Regions from separate parts of the Anas platyrhynchos genome. Here region 2 is linked to region 1. Evidence: chromatin contacts called from public Hi-C data. All regions are on one chromosome and are shown on one strand. Each heading gives the region's core, a stretch centred on a gene start, on an enhancer-like site or on the middle of the called end of the contact. The rest is flanking DNA. Distances are from core to core; before and after follow the strand shown.

What was found. A called contact is a pair of places that touch in the nucleus more often than the background predicts.
Region 2: a Hi-C map of F1 follicle shows a contact between it and region 1, with 1.9 times the contacts expected there. The contact joins two enhancer-like sites. A contact is called at or near these places in 2 of 8 Hi-C or Micro-C datasets (F1 follicle and subcutaneous adipose tissue).

The regions. Positions count from the first base shown.
Region 1 is chr1:31,726,702-31,732,730 of IASCAAS_PekinDuck_T2T, reverse strand. ADAMTS20 (ADAM metallopeptidase with thrombospondin type 1 motif 20) reads left to right here. Exons shown (of 39, transcript XR_003497138.3): 15 at 392-509; 16 at 4,391-4,486; 17 at 5,712-5,878; 18 at 5,997-6,029. Among named protein-coding and RNA genes, the nearest start is that of ADAMTS20, 48 kb to the left of the region's middle. Within about 2 kb of position 2,735, at least 1 of the 8 cell types and tissues checked has an H3K27ac peak or open chromatin away from gene starts, as enhancers often do. A contact at or near this core is called in F1 follicle, where this site is marked.
Region 2 is chr1:31,830,907-31,837,078 of IASCAAS_PekinDuck_T2T, reverse strand. It overlaps PUS7L (pseudouridine synthase 7 like), which reads left to right. Exons shown (of 8, transcript XM_005009957.6): 5 at 960-1,041; 6 at 2,529-2,806; 7 at 4,151-4,204; 8 at 4,840-5,965. The coding sequence ends at 5,163. Among named protein-coding and RNA genes, the nearest start is that of IRAK4, 8.5 kb to the left of the region's middle. Within about 2 kb of position 3,223, at least 1 of the 8 cell types and tissues checked has an H3K27ac peak or open chromatin away from gene starts, as enhancers often do. A contact at or near this core is called in F1 follicle, where this site is marked.

The DNA.
Region 1 (6,029 bases), core at 1,486-3,985:
TTGTTTTGTAGTAATGACAGACTTTAACAGAACTGATGTCTGTATACAAATACATACTGATTTTAGGATTCAAAGACTTTTTTAATGCAAATATACCTTAAAGTTTATACACTGTGTTGATATTTTTATACAAAGTCTTTGCATGCTGTTACGTATTCTTGTACAGTTCTTGGCATAGTAAGTGTATATGGATTATACATTCTTTGTACAACACAACTACTGTGTTTTGCCTGTACATTACAGCACCCAAAAACATAAAAGGTTTTTCATGAATTGCCAAGACTAGATATATACAATGAATAAAAATGTTTTTTGGGAGTGGGAAGTTTACATTGTATGTTTTCATTGTTTTACATTGGGCTGAATGACACGGGATTGTATTTTTTTGTAGCAAGCAGGCTGTGATCATGTTTTGAATTCCAAGGCAAGGAGAGACAAATGTGGAATCTGTGGTGGTGACAATTCTTCGTGTAAGACTCTTGCAGGTACTTTCAACAGTGCTCGTTATGGTATGTTTTGCTTTTTTTTTAATCTTAATGTACATTTTAGTGTGGCTTAGCGATTGTATTATTTGGTTGAGGAAGTGGAATTTCAGTGTATGTTCTTTAGGGCCTCTGTCAACAAATAATATCTCTGATTGTCAGTCACACATGCCCTCTCAAGGATGCACAGGCAAGCGCTGTGACACACTGACCCATTCAAGTGGCACAAACTAATCTGCTTTAAGGTCAAAATAAAAGCCATTAAAGAAGATATGATGAGGGCAGAAGTACTTTAAAAGGAAGAATGCTTCCTGCTGTGCACATCGTGATCTCTGTTATCTGGAAGTATCTCCTTTTGGTTGTGTAAGGAGATATCAAGAGGGCTGTGGCGTGAGCAGCTGGTGAGATTTCTTTTTCCCTATAGTGAAAGCCTGTGAAATGTGACCCTTTTCTTTCTAGAGAATATGGGCAGCAACATTTATGTTCTTTTCTCTTCATTGGCATGTAAGGAATGAGAAAGTCTTCTGGAAAACTCTGGTACTTTATATTTCTTTGATTTAATTTCTCTAATAGAGCTACCAATAGTTCTCATACACGTAGTCCATTCTGGGAAGTATGGAGAGACTGTCATATGTATGTAGCAGTGCAGGTCAACAGTTAGAGCGTAGAACATAAGGACAGAAGTCTCTGGATTAATATTGTATTCCAAAAGGCCTCTTCATGCGGCTTCATTGGATGAAAGAGACCACAGGCGAAGTGAAAATGATACCTGGAGAGCTGCCAAATAGGATCTTCAAAGGACAAAGGAATTGCTGGTCAAAGAGGAAAGTATGCCCAGTATCCTGGTGGATTTTTTTTTTTTTTTTCCTGGCAGAGGGCTTGTACCAAGCAAAAAGTACCAAAAAGCTTAAGGGTGGGCTATAAGTACCCCTCCTGTACAAATACATGTCACTTTTCTTGTCTGTCCTGAGATACTGGAATAAAACACAAATATTTTTATTGAGACTGGATTTTTGAATGTGTGGTCAAATACTGAAGGAAAATAATGCATTACTTTTGATAACTCTGAGTAAAGGACTATCAGTTTGTGTGTTTGTTTTTTTTTTTCACTATGAAAGATCTTTTCATTTACAGGTATCACATTAATTATGTTACAGATATGTTTGATGCAAATAAGCAGTATAGTGAAACTGCCATTCATTCAAATATAATTGACATTATCACTCTGTTAATCAGCTTCTTGTCATCTCAGATTTATTTGATTCTAAATGAAATTAATTCCACAAAGTAATAAAATTTTAATTTACTGTATTAACAAAATGATTCATCTAAAAAAAATCACTATCATTTTATATTAAATAGTGAATTATGAAAAATGGAAGCTCATATTTTTTTTTCTTTTTTACAGTCCATGACATAAGGTAGTCTGATTTGAAAACTACTGTTTCATTTGTTTTCCCATATACTTTAACTGATATAATGTAGGACTATGTATTCTGAGGGAAAAAACTCAGGAGTTCATACTTATGTTGGGAAGCTAGATGACTGTATTCTCTGTGAAGAGTATGATAAAGCAAATTTCCCAGTTCGTTAGCATAGAAAGGATGGAGGGTCCTGAGTTCTTTCCATACATTCCTTGAACAACTGCTGGCTGGAGCTACTGCTGGGTGTCCTTCAGTTATTGTGGGCTCTTGTAATTCAATATGCTTTGTGTTTTGTTCTCTAAGATTCTGTATTTATGAATATTACCATCTTGGCATTTTTTTTTTTTTGCTAAAAAGACTCATTTGGATATTTCTGTGGCTTAGCTGGTCTTGCACAGGGCATCAGAAAAAAATTCAGTATGAAAAGGACAAAAAAAGATCAAAAAAGTTTAATTATTCTTTTCTATTTTGGGGGATCAGGAAAACTTTATTTTAATATTTTGGTGGGGTTTGTATACATAGTTTTATCATTTACATTCTTTTTTATCTTGGAGTTACATAAAAGATAATACTGAGTTATACTACTGGATAGTAAGCTATAACATACAGGATTATGTACAGCTGTGCTCAGGCAGGAGTGCAGTACTGCAAACAAAAGGTTGTAGCTAGCCGACCACTAAAAACTCTGTTCATGGGAGGCCTATGACATCCCCAGGCTAATGACTGAAATCGCTGTCTGATGAAGAGTCCTGAGTTAGGTGTCACTTGATAATAATGCCAGTCTGTGAACCTGGTCTTTTTCTTTTAACTGTAACTGGTCCTGTTCTGTACTGTCACAAGCCATTTTACTGAGGCAGAATTTGGAATTAGACAAGAGCAGTCAGTGGTACAGGCTTGTATTCATACAGTTATGATGATTGTGATGTTGTCATTAAGTGTTTAAACAGCAGTGAAACAATCATAAGACACTCATTACAATGAAACGCTAATTTGCTTAGCTCCCAGTTTAGGAAATGGTCATTTCATTATGTGCACATAATTGTTATGTTGTCTGTTATTGCATCAGACTAGAGTATGTGATGATTTCCTGGAAAATTGTCCTTCTTACCGCCTTAGTAAATGATCTGGTCTCCTGTCCTATATACTAGGCAGTTTTATTTATAGTTTCCTCCCATATTTTGTCTTCTGTCTTCCTATTGCCACAAGGTTTTCAGTGTGTGTGGTGAGGAGATTTTTATCATGTTTTGGTTTTCTTCCCATTAATTTTGGAAGATTCACCATTTATCCAGAGCAAGCAGCATGCCAATTTGCAATTGCAGTGCTGCCCCCAGCTGGTAACCGTGATGGACCTGTGATTAGATTAAATGTTCTTTTTAAATGCATGACATAGTTTTATTAGATTAAAAACACTGGGAAGTTAGTGAATTCTGAAATTGAAAGAGGATATTGCCATTTAATTTGCATCCCACATATATGAGTCAACTAACTAAAGTTAAATTCAGCCAAGTCTTTCTTTAAAACACAGCAAAACAAGTGGCAGAGTTAGCAAAGATTATATTAATGCTTCAGATTACATTTTTGTGTTAATTATTGTTTCCTATGTTTGCCATATTCAGTTGTTCTTAGACATTGGGGTCCTTTGGAATTTATAATCAGTATCTGTGAGAAACAACTTTTTTTCTTTTTTTTTTTTTTCTTTTTCTTTTTTTATAATTTATGTGGATGTACAGATCGACAGTTCTAAAACATAGATCTTCGTGCATCTATTTTGATACCTCAAGACCATCATTCTCATTGGAGACATTATAGGATACAATCACTCATTAGTGAAGCATTTATATTTTAGAGAACACACACTAGGGTAACAATTTGTGTAGGAGAACGTGGATCTGGCATGGCTTGTTTATCCAATACACCTACATCAATTCCAGCACTGCAGTATTCGAGTATTTATGACTTCTTTCTTAGAGTGTTGTCATCTCTTGTGTAAGGTAGAGAAAAACTAACCCAATTGTACAGACAGGGAATGGAGGTACCTGAGTTTAAGTGATTTATTCAGATATCATTCAGAAAATTTTGTGGTTAAACTGTGAGCAGACACCATGTTTCCTGAGTCCCACGTGATATACTTGACTGCTCTTTAGAGTACTGCTAGCTCTCAAGAGATTTTTCTGAATAGGTTTAACTCATGTTATTGTCAAAGAACAGAATTCACTTTGCTGAACATAGGAATGATTTTTAACTGTCCCTTGAGTTATGAAAACAAGTTTAATTTCAACTGATTAAAAAAAAAAAAAAAGTAAAGGAAATTTAATATGCATAAAAATACTCACATTTCCTTCCTAAACAAATGAGGGTATTCAGAAGCAGTAGTTGCTGGTGCACTCTAGGTTTTTGTGAATAAAACTAGTTAAACTTATGCTCCTATCTGCTAATATTGAAGCATTTTTGTCTGTAATTAATTTGTGAATAATTGCATTGCAGGTTACAATGTTGTAGTAAAGATTCCCAAAGGAGCAACAAACATCGATATTCGGCAGCACAGCTACTCAGGGAAACCAGAAGATGACAACTACCTTGGTAAAAGCCTCCTGTGTATAATACTGATAGATAGTTTTTGTGCTTTTGCTAGGGGTCTGCTCTAAACACAGTCAGAAGTCTGATAAAGGCTTTAGAGTAAATACGTAATCATTATCATCATTTGCCTGATTCTCTCTGTAGATATTAGTTTTATGAAAAATAAGATGACGATAGGATTCTAATTCCTAAATGTGTGTATCAGAGAAGAATTAAAACAGATCGTATGATCATGTCAATTTTTGACTTTGTGGTGCCCATGTTAATTAAATCATCATGAGTCAACTAAAGAATAATGCTGGCATTTGTGTTTTCAAACATTGGAAGCGTGTGGTTTATTCACAGATGAAGCAGTCATCAAACATCAGTCATTTCACATTTCTGTTTTTTCTATCATGTCTGGGTATAAAGATCACATTTTGATAAATTTCTTGATAAATTTGCAAATACAATAGAAACAAAGAACAAGTGAACCATACGAAGTGAATTGTACCAAAAACCTTGGTTGTCTTATTTTGCAATATTTATGTTACCTCTTAAGTGCCTGAAAATATAGTGATGCTTAATTTCCTTCTTTCTTTTTCCATTACCATCTTACTTGACAGACTTCAGAGCATTCAAGTTTTTTTCTTGCTACCTGATACCCTGCTGCTGCTTGTGCATCTCACAGGATACAGAAACAACCCTCACTCCCTGATACATAGCATGTCTTGACTAAATATTTTAGTTATTTTTACTTTGTTATTCATCTTCATTGTTATAATAAACTGTTTATTATTTTTAATTGTAAATGCCTAATAATTTACTTTATTTTTACTTTTAAATTTACTTTGAGTAAGTAGCTATTTAGTTAGCCACTTAACTAAAAATGCCTCTAGCAAGTACAAGAATGTGAACTGTAGAATTGGACACAAATATGAATAACACTTGTTCTCTTCTCCAGCAGAACCTAACCAAATTTAAGAGTGATGACTATAGTCAGCTTTCAGCAGAAAAAATATTATTATAGTTAAGTGTTATTGCAGAGAAAATCCATGACAACTGCCCAGGTGAAAGTGACTGATGGTTGGGATTGAATTCATGCATATTAGAAACTGTTCATTAGAACTGTAAAACCTTACATGTGGACTAAAAGTGTTGATGCAAAGACATATTTTAGGAGTTTTGATTGATAGAACCTTTTAGTCAAAATAGTTATTTTACTTCCAATATTTTATTTTACTTACAGCATTATCTGATATTCACGGAAATTTCATCTTGAATGGAAATTTTGTTGTAAGCATGTCAAAAAGAGAAATCAATATACAAGGAGCCATTTTTGAGTACAATGGTTCAAATAATACAATAGAACGAATTAACAGCACTGATAGAATTGAAGAAGAGTTAACCTTACAGGTGAATGTTTACTTTTTTTTTTCATAAGCTTAAACATTTTCTACATGGTCATTGTATTCATTACCTTATGTCATGCTCAATTTCACTGAAAAACAGTTATCATTTTATCTCAATTAAGGTTTTGTGTGTAGGGAATTTATACAACCCTGAT
Region 2 (6,172 bases), core at 1,974-4,473, 100 kb before region 1:
ACTTGCCCAAATCTTAGTTCTGAGCAAATGTTCCTGTGTAAGCTAAGGAGAACTTATTTCTTAAGTAATAACCCTTAAGATAAGAGTCATATACTTTTCAGTGTATCTAGCGTAGTATTTGGCACAGGCTTAAGACAGAATCAAGCTCTACAAAGTCAAATGAATACTTGAGTATCCTTTTCCTCCAATACTGTTTTGATTCCAAGAGAATTTGAGGGCAGACCATAAAAGTAGCTGTTGATGTATCTGACGTTTTGAATTCTGATATGTTAACAGTTGACACAATGTGTCAGTCCCTGCAGAGTAATGATACAAATCTCTAGTCTTAACTCAGTTACTTTTTAATTTGAAACATGCATTTGTGTCAAAAATGTGACAGTATATGTTTACACAGTCCCAATACAGAGGAAGACAACAATGTTAATAAAAAAGATGAACAGGGAGAGTCACAGGCTGATGTAGGGGGTAGCGAACTGTGTGGCTCCACCAGTGTTACAAGTAGTGTTTTCCCTGGCACAGCATCAGTTCAGTATTAAAAGAAAGGATTGTTGCCCCTCTGTGTGAGTCTAAGGAAAGCGCTAAGCTTAAGTGTTACGTGAAACATGCTGCAGGGAAACAAGAGGAAGGAACTTTCCTGCTCAGGATAGAATGATGGTGTTGCAATGCAGAGGAGTCCTAACTGGATGTTCAAGAAGACATTTCTCATAGAGCTTTGAAAGCAATCTCGTGCCTTCTTTGTGACCAGAACCTTTCCTTAATCTGAGAGTAACATAGCCACACTGGTGGCTATGCTGTTCGTGATGTCTTCTGTGTCTTTCATGTAGACCTTAAAGAACTGAAATGATTTTGAGAGGTTGCAAATCTGTCAGCAGAGATTTGGATGCATGATTGTCTGTTTAGTTGACAAATAATTATTTTTACGTGCAGAAAATATAAATTATTAATATTGTTTTTTAAAGGTGGAAGCTGTGAAATTATTCTTCACGCCTGAAGATACCGATGACCCTGTAAACAAGGCAAAAAGGCACTTTCTTCAGACTGGTAAGTCCAGTTAAATTGTCTGTTCATCAGTTCAGCATAGGTATTGGGAGGGAATAAAGTGTTGCTGCACAGAGAGAGACTGTTTATTTTGCTGTTGCTTTATGTCACTTATGGCATATTCCATAGAACTCCTGGAACTGCACGTATTGCTTTTAATAATGAGATGAAGATCAGGCCCTAAATGTGCAAAATAGTGGAAAACTAATGTATTTCAGGTGCAAGGCAGTGCAGAAATAAATGGCATTTAGCATAATGCTCGAAAGACTGCAGTATTATTCTCAAAGCAGTTTTGGCCTCCTTCAGTCTGTTAGCTTTTGGAATGCAGCTTTTTCCTCTCTAATTTAGAAGGAAGAATGCAGAATGAGGCACCCAACTGACACTCAGCATTTACCACGTTTGGGCATCTAATTTTATGAAATTTCTATAATAATCTTACTTCCTGGGTTCTTGCACCTTTGGGCTCTGGTTTTATGTCTTTTTAATTATGTATCTTCCTCCACACATTCCTCTAATCTGCCGTCTTTCTTCCTTGAACTGTTCAACAAAATATGCCAGAAACAGCGTGCTGAGTAAAATGCTCTGTGTGTCATGTTTATTGCTGTCATTCAGCCAGCCAACTTTCCCTCCAAAATGAAAAATTTTAAGTTGCTCTTGACCGCAAATGTTTGATCTCTTCAAATCTTCCACATCTGTTAGCCTGCTTATCACTGTACGTTGACACGACAGCTACAATATGTGGCTTCAAGGGACACAGAGACTTTTCATTTCACAGATGAGATAAGATGAATCATTCTGTGTTATACATTGCTGTGTGATGCATGGAAAGACATTGATGTGGATTCTGTAACAGCTGCTTGCCTTTTCCTAAAAGAAAAGGCCATGCAGTGGCTCCTTCAGATAATTGATCTTCATAAGAAAAATTGGGAAGGAAAAATATGTAAAACGTAAGATTTTAAATATAAAACATTTATATAATGTAGTACAAATCTGATTAAATATAATTTCATCTTGGGTGAGGCCTAAGCTTCCTAGTGGCCCTTGTGATTTTTAAATTTAAAAATAAAGACACATTTTTTTACCCCCTATGAAATACATTTTCAAATGACTTAAAATCAAAATTTAATGATCTTCCCTAGGTTGTTTTCTACTTTCAGTTACCTGATCTAAAAAAAACTTTGGAGCGATGAAATACATTTCTAAGAAACTGCAACTGGATTGAATAACCGAATGACAGCTAGTTGATTTTATCCCGTGTGAAATACAGAGAACAGAGTTCATGGGACTGTGTTGATAGGCGTATAAGATGGAATTTGTCTGACATGACACATTGAAAGAAAGCAAATAATAACTTAAAAGTCAGCATAAAGGGGTTAGACTGACACTATTTATTCATACCCGATTATTTCATCCTTTTAAGTGTGTTTTTTCCTGTACGTAGTATTTGGAAAATCGGTGATTGCTTATATGGTTATTTTTGTTTATATCAGAGGATGCAAAGGGCACACTCACGATGCTGCCGGAATGTAAAGTGAGAGAGAAGATGTTGTTACGTGCTTTAAATCGCTATGGTGTACATCACGAAGGCTGTACCAGAGGATGGCTCAGCATTCCTCACTCCATGCGTATATTCTATGTCCATGCTTATTGCAGTAAAATATGGAATGAGGCAGCATCGTATAGGCTGGAGATTTATGGTTCAAAAGTTGTTGAAGGTGATCTAGTCTTCACTGAGGAAAATGATGAAAGCCTTTCCCTGAATGACAAGGTGAGTTTTTACAAAATAGTTCTGGTGAAAAATAACCTTAATGCACTTGAGTACATTCATATGTCAGACAATAATCCTATGCTTTTATTTTGGTATGTTTATTAAATTAGTTACTGTTTGTGGTAAATCAAAAAGAGATGCATCACTTCTTTCCCCTTTATCACGAAGAAGCATATATGCTAGATGTGTTTTAACAGTTTTTATCTGTTTTGGCTATTCATTTTAGTGAAGGGATGAGAAGGGACAGAATGGCAGAATTGATGTATATAAGAAATTATTCTGTGTGGCATCTGATGCTCTTCTTAGAATCTGGCTGGGGAAAACCTTCAGATTAGGCTTTGGGTGGACTGATATTATCAGTCAGTGTAGATCTGAGTCTTGCTTTCAAGGTCAGATTTTGCCATTACATACGTTATTGAATGTAAGGCCACGGTTCAAGTTGGCCTCAGACTGAACTGCTAATCATGCTGTAGCTACACAGTCAAAGCATGTTTAGCAAAATTTCTCTTACTCAGGCAATTAAAACAAATTGATGATGAGTCTAAACTGTTGGCAGCTGTTCAAAAATGCACTTCTCTTCTTGGGAAAATAGTAAAGGGCAAGGGAGTGTTTCTGGTTGCCCATAGCACAGCCTTGGTGCTCTGCATGGAGCCACAGGTGAGCAAATATGTTAAAGCCAGCACTGAAGCATATGCTGGCCACAGGCTTGGGCATGCTGAAGTCCATTTCTGAAACAACCAATCTCTTCTTTCAGGGTTAACATACCTTTTTCTTAACTGGATAAGGAGGCAGGTATCCTTCTTCCGATCATCAGACAGAGCATAGAATGTTGCAATGTTTTAATGGAAAATAAACAGGGGGGTGCATGGGCAGAATGTATCTCACTTCTTGGGTGGAAATTCTTATAAATTTGAAAGCAAAAGTACTTGAAAGGTTAGTGAGTAATTTCTAGTCCCTGTAAAGAGTAGCTTCTGTTTCCATTGTGATCTTTGTTTTTGAAAGTGAAGGTTAATAAAAAGAGTAGATGAAATCAAATGAAGAGCAGATCCACCAAATTTAGTAATAAGTTACTGAGTTTACCATATATTCCTATATTCCTATTCAATGGAACACATTTTAATTAGTATTTTTGCTTTTGGCAATGTAACACAAAATTGTAGATTATAGTAAACATCTCTAATATTTTTCGCAGCTGGAATAGATTATTTTGCCTTGTAGTAGTCAAATAATCCTAGAATGCAGAGTTTTTAAACTTTTAAAGCTTAATTTATTTTTTTTAAGTTTAAAATAACTTTACTTTAAAAAGTAGTTTTATTTTTCTTAACATTTTATCTGTCTTGCCAGGTTCATGTTGTCACCGCTCCAGAAGAGTCAGCTAACAAATATTCTATACATCAAGTAAGTCTGTCTGAAACATTCTGAGCTGATGATCTCTTTATATGATTAAAATGTTTTGTTTTAAAGATAGTAGGAATATATTAACTGGTGCAGTCTTATTTCTTGCCAGAATGCACATTAAAGAAAACACATGTGAACTAATCTCCACCCTCTTAACAAACGGAAAGAAAAAATACTTACTTTGTAATGGAAATTAGTACAGTGTCATTTGCAGTATGGTAATATTTTTTTGAAGTTGGATATAAATGCTTTGAAAATTTATTCAATCTATGTCTGGGAAAAACACTTGAATGGTTCATGTAATTGTTGAAGGCTCAGAGTCCTGTGAAGTCTTACATATGTAACTTAATATCTTTATTTCTGTATCTTTCCCAACAAGTAAGGAAATTTATGTTAGTGTATTTCTAATTTGTTTTAGAAATCATTATATATTTATTATTTTTGCTACTTTTCATTTAAATTGTGTTCAAGTAATTTCACGTCTGTATTTAGCAAAAGAAGGAGCTGTTTTGCTATTTCAGGATCCAGAATAGAAGGTTTAAACACATTTATGATTGTAATCACATTTCCTTAAAGGGAAATTGGTGATTTTTTTTTTTAATTTTTTTAAATTTGTTCTTATTTTTTCCTTGAAGGTTGTTCTTCCAATGGTGGGACATAGTATCAAGTATCCCAGTAATAAAGTTGGGCAATGGTACCATGAAAGACTTTCCAAGGATGGACTGCAGATGTGCAAATTCAGAGTGCCTCCGCTACAACTGAATATACCTGGATGTTACAGACACATTTTGAAAAATGTTCAGAATCTGTCATATTTTATAGAAGGCAGTGAAGAAGGAATCAAAAATGAAGACAACCATCTGAATGAGTCAAAACTATCTCTTCATGTATCGTTTGACCTTGATCCTTCGTGTTACGCAACAGTCTGTCTAAGAGAAATAATGAAATGTGACTTTTAAGATACCAATTAATGAAAGATGGCAGGAATATTATAGCAATGGAGATATTTTATGTATAATGCCAAGAAAGTGAGGGAGAATCCCACTTTCAAGCCAGAAACATGAAAAATTAATAGATTGAGATTCATGCTGAATGGGGAAAAAACAACTCCAAAATCCTGGTTCCAAAAACATGCAAATCCTTCTATGCACTGGAATAAACAATGCAAAGCTGTGTGTCATGTCAGACAGGTTTAACAGATCTTAAGCTGTGAGCTGCAAGCACGAATTTCGTATTTTTGTTGATGTCCTACTTGCAAAGTTACATTCTGGGAACAAACACAAACAGAAGTATATTTTATTTCATTATATTTTTTTAAAAGCTGGTTTATACTAAATGTTGAAGAACATTGAGTAGCTATTATGTCACAAGTTTGCAGCCTACAGGTACCTAACTAAAAAGATGCTGTACTGAGGTTCAGTAAATATTTGTGTTTTTGTTGCATTCAGGCACCAAGTCTTAAAAAGGTGCAAGTCCTTAATCGACAGTAACGAGTCATCTGGCACATTGTCAGACAGTTGATGAATACAACTACTTAAGTTCATGCTAATGATTCCAGGATTAAGTAGCACATAGCTTTTTAGTTAGTGCTTATTCAATTACTTGATGAGGTGTTTAATTAATATAATTGCAAAAGTATTTATAATAAAAAACAAACCCTGTTTTATTGTTTACAGAATGCAGGATCTCTTTCTGTAAAGCCTTATGGTGACAAAGAATTTTTAATGGGACCATCCCTTGGGAAATAAATAAAAAAAACAACTTTTATCACAGTTGACTTTTTTAATTAAGAATATAAAATGAGTGCATTTGTGGACAACGGAAGAATGTCCTTTACCTTGACTTTAGTGTAAGGCTTTTGCCATGGTGTTCCACAATATTCTTGCGAGCAAGTTAGGGCATTATGTTCTAACATAATGGGTGGGCAAACAAGCAGATAAAAAAAAAAAAAAAAAAAAAAAGTGGCTG